2 separate regions of the Mus musculus genome follow, and region 1 is linked to region 2. The links are chromatin contacts, called in public HiChIP or PLAC-seq maps. All regions are on one chromosome and are shown on one strand. Each heading gives the region's core, a stretch centred on a gene start, on an enhancer-like site or on the middle of the called end of the contact. The rest is flanking DNA. Distances are from core to core; before and after follow the strand shown. Region 1 holds the start of Csrp1 (cysteine and glycine-rich protein 1). Region 2 overlaps Nav1 (neuron navigator 1).

Evidence for each region. HiChIP or PLAC-seq counts read pairs in DNA pulled down with a chosen protein or histone mark.
Region 1: an H3K4me3 HiChIP or PLAC-seq map of bone marrow-derived macrophages shows a contact between it and region 2, with 2.7 times the contacts expected there. The contact joins the promoter of Csrp1 here to the enhancer-like site in region 2. A contact is called at or near these places in 8 of 39 promoter capture datasets (the 3T3-L1 cell line, 3T3-L1-derived adipocytes, the HPC-7 cell line and 5 more), 1 of 484 Hi-C or Micro-C datasets (bone marrow-derived macrophages), 7 of 115 datasets of contacts at active chromatin or transcription factors (the HPC-7 cell line, bone marrow-derived macrophages, embryonic midbrain and 2 more) and 5 of 9 other capture datasets (adipose tissue, embryonic stem cells, liver and 2 more).

The regions. Positions count from the first base shown.
Region 1 is chr1:135,726,092-135,732,479 of GRCm38.p6, forward strand. It overlaps Csrp1 (cysteine and glycine-rich protein 1), which reads left to right and starts at 3,076. Exons shown (of 6, transcript NM_007791.6): 1 at 3,076-3,183.
Region 2 is chr1:135,543,393-135,549,444 of GRCm38.p6, forward strand. The region is part of intron 1 of Nav1 (neuron navigator 1); the gene reads right to left. Among named protein-coding and RNA genes, the nearest start is that of Gm32940, 34 kb to the left of the region's middle. Within about 2 kb of position 1,564, at least 39 of the 459 cell types and tissues checked have an H3K27ac peak or open chromatin away from gene starts, as enhancers often do. A contact at or near this core is called in 3T3-L1-derived adipocytes, adipose tissue and bone marrow-derived macrophages, where this site is marked.

The sequences.
Region 1 (6,388 bases), core at 1,826-4,325, 180 kb after region 2:
AGTCTTGGGCAGAGATCCAAGGCTTGTCTCTTCCGGATATTGAGTACTGATGCTTCAGGGGAACCCCAGCCGTAGGAGTGACGTCTCTGGGCCTTGAGCCCATGGTCTCTAAAGCTAACTGTAGTTCCTCAATTTAACATACCTGTCCAAGTATAAGAAAGACCAAGGATCCTCCTGGTTTCTCCTCTTAGTCTTGAATACATCAGACAGGGATAGCTATGTCTTCTCCAAATGCTGTTGGATGCTTACAGACATCCCGGGTTTGGAGAGTGTCCTAGTTTGGGTTTTTATTGTTGTTGTTGTTGCTATGATAAACATCATGATCAAAAGCAACTTGAGGAGGAAAAGGTTTATTTAGCTTCTACTCCCAGGGAACATTCTATCATAGAGGGAAGGCAGGGCAGGAACTTGGTCAAAAACCACGGAAAAGTGCTAATTGATGTTGGGTTCATGCCCAGCTAACTTAATTAATTAATTAATTAATTAATTAATTAATTAATTAATTACTGTTTTTCAAGGCAGGGTTTCTCTGTGTAGCCTTGGCTATCCTGGAACTCACTCTGTAGACCAGGCTGGCCTCCAACTCAGAGACCTATCTGCTTCTACTGGAATGAAAGGTATGTACCACCACGCCTGGCTCAGCTATCTTTTAAAATACAGCTGGGCTGCCCTGGATAGGCTAGACCTTCCTAACCAATCAACTATTAGCAGGGAAGAAAAGTCCACAGACATACTCACAGACCAGTCAGATGGAAAGGATTCTTGACTTGGGTTCCCTCGCCCCAGGTAACTCTGGGTCGTTGACAACCAAAATTTACCAGGACAGTAGGGCTCTCTTGAATGGTGAGTTGAGCTAAATGGGTAGACGTGACTTATGGGAGAAAGAAAAACAAAATCAAAAACAAAAAAACAGGCCAGATAAATGTCTCATCTTCTGAATCATGAGATGCTTAGCTTTATTCCTGGAAGAGAGTAAATTCAACAACCCAGCTCTATCCCTGACTTGTCTCTCTTTATTTATAAAACTGGGGAATGACGTCAGAACTGGGGGATGAAGCTGTATACATACTAGCATGTGTTCTACCCCTGAGCTATATCCACGGCTTACTTTTGATTTTGTATTTGAATTTTATTCATTCATTCATTCACACACACACACTCTCTCTCTCTCTCTCTCTCTCTCTCTGTGTGTGTGTGTGTGTGTGTGTGTGTGTGTGTGTGTGTGTGCTTGTGTGCGTGGTGTTAGCAGTTGGTTAGGTAGGCATTCACAAGCCAGCTGTGTGAGCGGAGGTCACTTTTGGGAGTTGGCTCATTCCTTCTCCTGTGGGTTTTGCACAGCAAGCTCCCTTACTTGCTGAGCCAATTCACTGGCCCTTTTTGTTTTGAGTCAAGGCTTCGCTAAGTCCACAGACTGGCCTTTCAATAGCTCTGTAGCTCAGGCAGGTCTTGAGCTTGTGTTCTTGTCTCAGCTTCCAGAAGAGCTGGGATTGCAAGTCTAGTGCCACAGAATCAAGCCCCAGGGCTTTAAAGGAAGCCCACGAGGGTCTGAGCCCTGGAAGAGTGAAGGAGATAGCAAGCTGTACCTAGAGATACTTTTGAGATGGCCGCCTAACACATGTGACTGTTCCCCAATGAACATAGCACGCATCTCCTCTGCGAAAAGTGTGGCAGGCAGGAGAGGTCCAAACAGGCAAATCCACACAGCATGTGACATCATGCTGCAATTTGAGTGTGGCTTAGTTCCTGACACTGCCTGTGCTTGGTGAGAATAATGTAATTCAGCCAGCAATGATAATAATGATCCAACCTGCAGTGATGACGGCAGTCCTCAAGTCCTTTTGATCTTGTAATAGTAAAGAATAATGATGGTGGGAACTAGCTCTTTTAATCTTAACGTCACAGGGAAAACTCTGAGTTCAAGGCCATTCTGGTCTACATAGTGAGTTCCAGGCCAGCCAGGGATACACAGTGAGCCTCTGTCTCAAACAAAATAAAAACAAAAACAACTTTACAGAACACAACAAATAACAGTAATTATCCTATGAAATAGAAGAGGGCCTCCTTTGAGGCTCTAACACTCCCACCCATAGCCCCTGTTACTAGGAACATAGTTTTCCTTGCAGATTCTTCACTTCGTTAGGTCCCAAGGAAAGTGTTGTGCTTCTTGCTTGGAGCTGTTTGTACCCATAGTGAAAATGGGCTGGGCTGGAGACATGGCTCAGTGGTTAAGAGCACAGACTGCTCTTCCAGATGCCCTCTTCTGGTGTGTCTAAAGACAGCGACAATGTATCCACATACATGGAATAAATTAAAAAGAAGGAAAGAAAGAAAGTGGGCCTTCCGTTTTAAGTCCCAGGGGCATCAGTTCACCTCTAGGATTGGATTTCTGGACAGGCTGCTCTGCGGACTGGGAGCAGGTGGGCCCAGTAACACATATTGTTAATCACCCCAGAGGCAGTTTTCAGTGGCTTGAGACTGTGTTTGTCATTCTGTAGGTTAGCCCAGAGGAAGATCCACTCAGGAGCGGTAGAATGATCTCTTGTGGGTGGCAGGGAGATGGGGAAAGCAGAGGGACAAGAGCCCCTGGAGGAGGGCAGCTAGGCTAAGTGCTCCCGGGTGTTATAGTATCTCATCCCCCATCACATCTCGGTGGCACATAGCCCTTTTACTGATGAACCTAAAGCCAGCTGTCTGGCAGAAGTAAGTCACAGGAAGTGGGGCCTTGCTTGTCTTATTCTGGAGTGCAAGTTAGTCCCCTTAACATTGTGCCATCGGAACCCGAAAATTTAAGGACCTTCACTCTCTTCCCTAGGGGGCCCAAGTTTATCTTTAGTCTGATCTCACAGTTAGGTCTCCGCTTTCCCACATGGCAGACCAGGAACCTCTTAACCCCATCCCTCACCTCTGTGTAAAGATTTGCCCCCAGAGATCGCCATAGGGTGCAAAGAGAAGTCACGGCTGGGGCGGCAGCCACGCCCGGGCTCCCGACCCTAGGTTTTGGATGGGGGAGGGGACAGCTTCTCCGTGACATCAGCCCTGTTGTGGTGCAGTGTGCAAAGCCTACTGGTTGGCGTGGCGCGGGAAACGCCTTCCGGAGGGGGAAACAAAACGGCGCGCACTCCGGCGCAGCCAGTCACCGCTTCCCTGAGAGCTGTCGCCCGTGCGCCTCCCAGCAGCTGCCAGGTGAGTGTTACCCCGGGTGGTCCGCCTCGGGTCCCCGCAACTGCCGGAGCGCCTGGGTCGCACCCTGCGCCTATTGGTTTTTCCGGTCCTGTCGCAGCCCTGTCGCTTGCAAGAAAAGTTTGTAGGAAGAGTGATCCCAAGAGGGAGGTGGTGGGAAGTGGCTAGAGTTAGCTCGGCAGTGTTTCCCTTTCCTGAAAACTCTGGGTCCCTCCCCATCCCGGGGCTTCCAGGGCAGCTGACTTTCGCGTGCTCTAGACCCAGGGTGACCCTGCCCCCCACCGCCTGCAGGTCCTACAGAACAATCAGCGATTCTGTGGGCCACTGACACTCATTGTAAAGCTGAGGGATGAGGACATCCGTGCCACCCCTTTCCTCTCTCTCTTTTCCTGAGAGAAAGTGCCCGCGAGTGTGTGTGTGTGTGTGTGTGTGTGTGTGTGTGTGTGTGTGTGCATCTGGCTTGGTAGCCCCAGAGTGCAGGTATGAGTTTTCTTTTTTCCTGAAAGAACCAGATGGAAAAGAAAGTCTTGGTGGCAGGTGAGGACTACTGAGATCTCAAAGAGCCAGCAGGGGAGTAGAAAGGGCCTGAGAGCGAGTTGCAGTGTCAGCCAACAAGCTGTTATCTATCTGACAGGTGTTTCATCCAAGTGGCACAGGTCTGGGTCTATTCTGCATGTGCTGCTGTGATCCGTCAGAGCAAGGGTCTAGACTGGGAGCAAGTACTTGATGTCAGGACCATCCCACCCACTTGTCCCACCCACTTCTTACCTCCTGTGGTGCATGAATGGACGGGCCTCCCCACCTTGACAGGACACTGTAATGGGACACCATCACTGCATGCAAGCGGTTCACTTGCCTTTGGTGGGACATTTATCATGAGACTCTGGAATCTTGGTGACAGGGTTTCTGAAAGGCAAGCAGACTGAGTTTTGACTCAGATTTGACACTTAATACACGGATGACCTCGAACAAGTGACACAGCTCAGTTTTCTTCTGGGCCAGTACTTTTTGGAGCACATATTACACACACACACACACACACACACACACACACACACACACACACACACACACACCCTGGCATCCTGCAGAAGCTCAGAGGACTGGGGCTGTTAGTACAGTTGTCTCTGAGCTAGGTTGGGGATTTCCTTCAGGACTGGGCCCTAGGGCTTCCTCCCTGCCTTCTGATCCTCTCACCAGGCCTCTGCTTAGGAAGCCAGGCCTCTGTGTTGGGGAGAGGCTGGTCTGGGCACTGCCTAAGCCTCATTGGAGAATCCAGCTTGTCACTGCACAGAGAGACCCTTTGCCTTGGCAAGGATATCCGGGGTGGGACGGTCTGTCAGGGAAGTAAGTTTATCCTGCAGAGGGTGTGGTGTTGGCCTGAGGAGGTAGAGAGGAGAGCCATGCCCAAGGCTCAAATGCCGAGGGATTTGGGAGATTGTAGGAGAGAAACTGAAGGGCAGGTCTCCTGCTCTGTGATTACCTGCAGAGAAAATGTGAAAAAGCTGCCTCTGGCCTGCCCTAGCACCGGTCCAGGTGTTGTCTTTTGTAATTCACAGACTCCAGAACCAGTCTAGTCCTTCCTGGGTCAGAGTTGCAGGCTGAGAGGGTAATGTTTGCACTCGATCCATGGTAAATCAACACTGGGTGATTGAAGGTGGCTATGGTGGCACGTGACTGTAATCTGGCACTTGGGAGATGGTGGTGGGAGGATCACAAATTGGAGTCTAGCCTGAGCTAATATCTTAAAAAAAAAAAAAAGACAACAACCAGTCAAGAATCGAACACTGAGTGGATGAGTGGAGTCGTAAATAATCACCAACCTGTTTTTCCATGACTTCAGTGTTTACAGGTTTTTATTCACTGTGGGTCTCCTGGTGGAGAAAGCGAGTTGGGGAAGAAGTCTTCTGGTGAGCCCCAAGGTTCATTTATGCAAGCAGGGCTCACTGGGCAAGGTTGACTTGCTAGAAGCCTGAAGGAGGCATGGATTAAGTCCAAAGAGATGTTAGCGACAAAAAGCCCCCACCCCACCCATTCAGTTGTTTGGCATTAAGCAGGCACATTGGCAAATCCTTAGAGGCACCAGACTGATTTCGATGGCCTTTCCAAACGATTATATATAGTAAGCAAGTGCTGTGCTTGCTGCGTGCCAGGTGGGGCTCAATCCTCCACCTGTGTTGTCTATTCTGAGGAAGGGGCTGACGTTGGCTGTTGGTACAGATGAAGCCACTCAGCAGTGATAAGGAATAAGACAGCAACTGGTCCCAAGGAGCTGTTCAAACACAAGCCTTCTGCTCCCACAACCCGCCTGCGGGTTTTTCTTTGCTCCTTCACACTTCCGCATTCCAGGTCACCTAAGGAAATGGAGTCATTACTGAAGACCACTCTGTGGTGACTTGATATGTAAAAGCAGATAGGGCTTCTATGGGTTTAACGTGGAAGGGGTCATCTTTAGATTGCCTGACTTCCAGGTTTCCAATCTGCTAGGTGGCTGAGGGTCCAGGGAGTCCCACGAGTCACTTTCCAGGCTTACTTTCGTGCCCCCTGATATGTGTCTGTGTTTTGGAGTCATGTTTTCAGGAAAGAAAAAAAAGAATCCTGGAAAAGAGGCAGCCAGCGTGGGGGCCCTCTGTAAGAGCTGTTGCTTGAGGAACCAGAGGTAGCCTGAGTCCTGCCAGGAGCTCACCTACTGTTTCCAGTTGTTAGGATTGTATATGGTAATGACATGGCTTGGACTACGTCGCTCCCCAGGAATTTGTCTGACGTCAGTGTGGAGTAATTCCCATGTATGGTAAAGTGTGTAAATACGAGGCAGCTAGTGTTTCCAGACTCTGGTATTTCCAGAGCTGTCCAAAGCTGTGCCTGAGGAAGAAATAGAAGGCTCACAGCTGCAGTGCAGCCCAGCCGGCAAGCTGGTCCTCACCCCAGGGGGTCTGGGTGTTCTTCATGTGACGGGAGGGGGGGGGACCTACATGAGCTGAGTCTCTCTGAGATGTCAGCTGCGAGCAATGTATTTACAAGGCGAAGGCTCTCCGTTGTTTTCTCTCTTTTAAAAATTCATCAGAATCATTCAGACTTTTCTGTCCAACACAGGGCACAAACAGCTGGCTCTGCTCTCAACGTCATTCCAGACAAAGAGCGGATTCAATTTGATCATAACTTAATTATAAGGTTTCTTGTACTCATTTAGAAATACTTAAGGAAGTCT
Region 2 (6,052 bases), core at 314-2,813:
GTGTTTCAGTGGGTCAGATGTCTCTGGGAATTGGAATCTTTTTCTCCCCTCTCCTCCACTCAAAGACACAAATCTACCCACTCCGGCAAGAGCAGGCCAGGCTGGCCACCCCCAGGTTCATCCCAGGGTGCCCAGAGGCTCAGGGTTAAGCTCGGCAGTTCTGTGGGATCTGCACCAGTCACCTTGGACTGGATTCATCCCCACCCCCTGTAAACGCTGACTCGGGCACAGTAGCCGGGAAAGCTAACAATTGACAAGTGACCTGTGACACGGATCTCCCCTGCTCGAGGATAGAGCCCAGAACCTTGTCTGAGGGGCAACTCCACCCTCTTTCCTCACCCCTTCCCAAATCATCTGCTGACCTCAGAGGTCCTAGAAGGGGGCAGGGTGGGTGGGCCTCCATGCCAGAGACACCCACTGTCGCGGAGAAGGCAGGCAGGCAGGAAACTATTTATTCTGTTCCTAATCTCGTCATTTCTCTCTTCCTCCCACTTAAGTCACAATACAGGAGGCAGCTGACACGGAACCCCGCAGTGCAGCAAACCCTGTGCACCCCTGCTCCCCAAAGGAGCTCCCAGGCTTTTCCTCTTTACCTTAGAGAACCCTGAACCTACTCAGTCAAGGGGCTGCCTGGAGTTCTCCTGATGGGTGAAACATCACGAGGCACCAGACAGAGCCAGGACAAAAAAAAAAAAAAAAAAAAAAAAAAAAAAAAGCAAACGCACTGGCTATATGGGGCCATTAGACAAAAACTAGAGCTACAAACAAACTTGGGCCTAAATAAGAGAAGGATGTATATAGGCAGCTACAGCCTGGAATTTTCCAGGCAGGGGTCTCCCCAGTTCATGTGCAGTTTTGATTTTCTTTTCTTTTTCGTTTTTTTTCTTTTTCCTTTTAAAGATTTATTTATTTATTATATGTAAGTACACTGTAGCTGTCTTGAGATGCGCCAGAAGAGGGCATCAGATCTCATTACAGGTGGTTGTGATCCACCATGTGGTTGCTGGGATTTGAACTCAGGACCTTGGGAAGAGCAGTCAGTGCTCTTAACCTCTGAGCCATCTCTCCAGCCCCACCCCCCCAGTTTTGATTTTCATTGAGGTAAAAGTCCCAAGGGAACACCATCAACCGGCTGTGGAACTTGGGTAAATGACTTCTCCCCGGGCCCCAGTTTCCTGATCTGTAAGTAAGGGAGCGGTGTAGTTGACTAAGCTCTGCCAGTGTGGTCCTGTGACTTTGTGCTAGGCTGAGGTCTGTATAATGCTCAACCCGAGAGTTTTTGGTTTAGCCGGCTGGAGGTGGCTCCGGAAAAATCTGCTGCGTTGCCAGCTCCAAAATCAGGTGCTGTGACCAGAGGGTTGTCCTACTTTGCATTTGTGTAAACGTTGCGAGAACAGGAGACCCGACAAAGCACCAGAGCTCAACACCCCCACATCCCCACTCAAAGTGATGGAGAAACACTGCTGGCACAAGTCAGCTCTCTGCTCTCTTTCCGGAAACACAGCCACCAAAATCTTGCCAGGTCTTTGGGACTTGTTGCAGAGAACAACCACACGGGGGTGCTATGGGTCCTTAGCCGCCTGCAGCCTCCCTTTGCATTGATGCCGCAATGCTGTAAGAAGGGCAGCTGTCTAGCTCTCAGGGCTTGGGAGAAGTTGCCCAAAGGCCTCTCCCTCTGAATTCTGCTTAGGATTGCTTCTTTCCAGGCGCTGCACTCCTGGGGCAGACATTCTTCGTAACCCCCAGTCCCCACCCTGGCTAGGTTAGCACATTTGGAGAAGAGCCCAGAGTTTGCAGCATTGATTTTGCTACACCATCTACCCAGGTGCATGCCCTGTTCCTAGTGGACCACTTTAAGAGCAGGGCCTGGCTTACCCAGTAGGCTCTGGAGACCCACAGACTCCCCTGGCAAGCTCATATTCAGAGCCAAAGTTTGAGAGAGAATCCAGCTTGCCTTTCAAAACAATGAGCAACCTGGAGACCTGTGTGGGGTCCGAGTCTGTTCTCTGGAGGTCTCATTTCTGCTCTTTTGCAGTGTGCTTGGGCGGGTGGCTTTCTGGAAGAGGAAGGAGGACAGACTCCTTCCATTATGACCCCCATCAGGATCCTTTTGGGAAGAGAGGAGGTCTCTGCAGTGAGCTGAAGGCAGAAAGCTCGCTGCAATGGTGTGCAGCTCAGCTTCACTCTGCAGCCTTTGGCAAAGAACTTGGGGAGTAAGCTTACAGGACCAGGGGACAGCTACTTCTCAATGGCTCACACTTGGGGAAGGCTTTGCTAGATCCAGGACAATTAGACCAGAAGAGGACCCTGTTTGGAATAACTGTTGTAAGGTCAGTTTGCCTGTCTGTCTGTCCTTCCTTCCCTCCCTCTCTCCGTCTCTCTTTGTTTTGTTTGTTTGTTTGTTTTTGAGACTGGATTTCTCTGTGCAGCCCGGGCTGTCCTAGAACCTACTGGGCAGACCAGGCTGGCCTCCAACTCAGAGATCCACCTGCCTCTACCTTCTGAGTGCTGGGATTAAAGGCCTGTGCTGCAGCTGCTGCCACCACCACCTGGCTAGGTCTATTTTTTTCTATTACAATTCTAAAAAAATTCCTCCCACCCCTTTTCCTTTGAACACCAGGTAACAGGGTAAGAGAGGATTCTGAAGATTTGACACTAGACTGGGCTTGTGAGCAGGTCTCCGGCAGAGGAGACAGTCTGCCTGTCTCAGACACTGGGGCAGGTCGCTGCTAAGGGCAAGCATGGGATCTCCTGCCCGGTGAACCTCAAGGTTTACCTTTACTGGAAATGCTTCCTATTTTAACAATGCCCAGAGCCTTCCTGTGACACCCTGCGCTGAAGATGATGAGGTCTCTTGTGCAGCAGCTTCTGGGAACAGGGAATGGTTGTTATAGCAACAGTTTACACAGCAGAGAGCCATCTGCAGGGAGTCAGAAGAAGAGGAGAGGGGCTGGGATCAGGCATGCAGAGCACTGGAAGAGGCCTGGGGGATTTCTGGCTGTGACCCCAGTAATCCTAGGTGGTGGCGAACTCTTCTGTCTCTGATACCAGGTACTGTCCTAGAGGCTTTATGGATATGAACCCTGTTTGGTTGCAGGACACGCCTGGGCCAGTCTATTTATTACCCCCGATTTCATAGCTGAGAAAACCAGAGTTCATGGCAGCTGAGACTGCTGCCCAGGATGACACAGCAGCACATGGCAAAGCCAAAATGTGAAAGCAGATGGTCTAGCCTCGTCCAATCCTGGCACCACGAGCTAGAGAGGGTGAGATATGCAGACGAGGCTCAATCACACGCCATAAAGTCCACTTTTTAAAATATATGATTCCATGGCTTCCAGCATGTCTGTACATCATCACTCATGTAATTTTATCACCCCCAGTGTATGGCCTGTACACTAAGCACACACCTGCCATCCTCTCCTTCCTCTAACTCTGGCAAATGCTAGTCTGCCTTCTGACTCTGTAGGTCCACCTACTCAGGATCCTTCACACAAACAGAATCACACACCTTTGTGGTTTCTGTCACTCTGCACTGCCTTCCAAGTTGGTCTACGCTGTAGTATGTTTCACCCCTCTGTTCCTTTTCATGGCTGAATAATATTCTACGGTGTGGATAATATTTGCTTATCTAGCCATCATTTGATGGACATTGGCTTCATCTTTATTTTTTGCCCAGTATGAATAATGCTGCCATGAAAGTCACATATGTGTTGACGTCTGCTTCTCTTTCTCTTGAGTGTATGCTTAGGCGTATACGTGTTATATTCCTAATGTGCTTAGGATCATGTGGTAGTTGTGTGTTTAACACTTTGAGGAACGGCTACACTGTCATCTAAGGTGTCTGTATGCTGTCTCTTTCTGGCTTCTGCCCAGCCTCAGCAACACTTGCTACTGTCTATCACACCTTGGCCAGCCCAGTGTGCCAGGCTATCTCACCATAGATCCAATATGTGTTTTTTGTTTTGTTTTGTTTTTTTCTGATTTAAGAATGTTGAACACCTTTTATATTTGAGCTAGCTAAGGTGTAATTCCCTCAACGGCATTAGCCACACTTTCAAGTTCTCGACAGTGACCTTGCCACGTTGGCTACATAACCATTGCAGCCTAGCCACAAAGCATTCCTGGAAGTGCTAGGCACTGTGTGACATGTCAGAGTCCGTTGGAATGAGGCTGTGTAATGCCACCAGCTCTTTCTCCAGAAGTCTCACACACCCCCTGCCCTGAGCCTCCCTTCATTCCTCCAGAATCAGCCCCCTGGGTGGGATTACATCGTGTGTCCCAGCTTTTGCACACAATCCAGTCCATTATACGGGTGCGCCCATCTTCAGGTTCTCAGGGTTCTCACACTGGGAGCCAAAGTGGGTCAGACATAAACTTGCCAAGAGCATGACTAGATCTAGTGGCAATCAGGAGCAGAAGCTAAAACCTAGCTAAATATGTGGCTGCCTTTCATGTAGCTCCACCCCCAGGACGGGGCCTTTCTCCCTCAGACCTGTTCCTATAAGATGCCACCCTTCCTCCCAGAACCTGTCAGTGGCAATGACTCTGTCAAGATGGCAAAGCTGTGGCCCTCAGACCAGGCCTGACAATGGAGGGTGTAGGACTGATTTTAAAGATTCTGAGGGAGAAAGCTGAGGGTAAAATTTGGGCTTTGTAGGGTTGCCCCAGAAAAAGGGGATGCCCCCAGCCATGGAAGCTATTCACCCCTCCAGCTCCCTGAACCCAATACCACCCACACAGCATCTGATGCGACCTCAGCCTTGATGCTAACTGACATTGGTGCAGGGATGCTTCCCAGAGGACTGTAGTTCCTGGGACCGCCTTCTGTGTTGCAGATCCTCAGCCACCATCACTGGGGGGAGGACTTTTGGATTCAGCCATCTGTCACCACCTCCAGGGTGACCCTCAATGCCTTAGATAAAGGCTTAGGAGCGCCCACCTACCCCCTCCCAGGGCTTAGGCACAAGGCAGAGTTACCAAGCTGGTGGCTTTAAGAAAGACTTTCAATTGTGAGACACAGAACCCCACAGTAAGGAAGAATAAGGCTTGCGGGGACAGTAAAGGACAGAAAGGGACATTTCCTGAGCGTGTTCTACGTGCAGCAGTTGGCCCTAAACATGGACAGACATTCTGTCCTTGGAAGACATCAATCCTGAGAGGATAATAGTGACCCCCCATTTACAGGTGTTTGGTTCTAAGAGGCAGTTAACTCTCTCAGGTCACACAGTTTAAGCAAATAGCACAGTAGGGATCTAGGTTCCAGTCTCTCTTGCCTCCTTCCTTAATAAACTACCAGTGCCAACAAAGACAACCTGGCTGGTCACGCGAGGCTCTTCCTGACCGGCGTGTTGGAGTCAGAGCTTCACAGACCACAGGATAAGGCCTGTCCTCCACTCTGGGATGGATGAGATAAATCATTGCCAGGAGACAGGGGAGTCATGGGCCATTGGCCAGGCCAAGAATTTTCTACCTCCACGATGTGGGGCCGCCTGCCAGTCTTGCAGGCCTTATTGGCAGCCACTGCTCCTGTCCAACACTTCCTCGAGGGAGTCCTTTCTCCCCAGCTGGGCTCTGTCCCAGCTCAGCAACCTGCAAAGCTTCTGGCCTTGGGAGGAACTTCCTAGAACGCCTGGCAGGCGGGGCTGTACGGCCTGCTTGCCAAGCCAAGGCCAGTCATGACTGCCTGCACAGAACATTCAGAATTCTCTTTGTCCGACTCCCGAGGCAGCCTGGGAACCTGGGCGACAGAGCAGCCTGGTACAGCAAAAGCAGCCGTGCCTTCGCCTGCTGCTCCCTCACTGGGAATCCCTCAGGTGGGACGAGTGGAGAGGGCACTAAGGCTTCCCTGCCCACTCCTGCCCTCACTAGTTGCTCTCTGCCCTGAGGAACCTGGGTCCCCCTACAGCTATACGGACAGCATCTTCAACATGAACTCCAGTCTGGGAGCAGGAGCTCTGTGTCCACGTTATGAGATCTTCTGGGGCCTGTGAGCAAGTTGATTAGTCTCTCTGGGCCTCAGTTTCTCCTGGGAAAGATTGTTGAGAGTGGG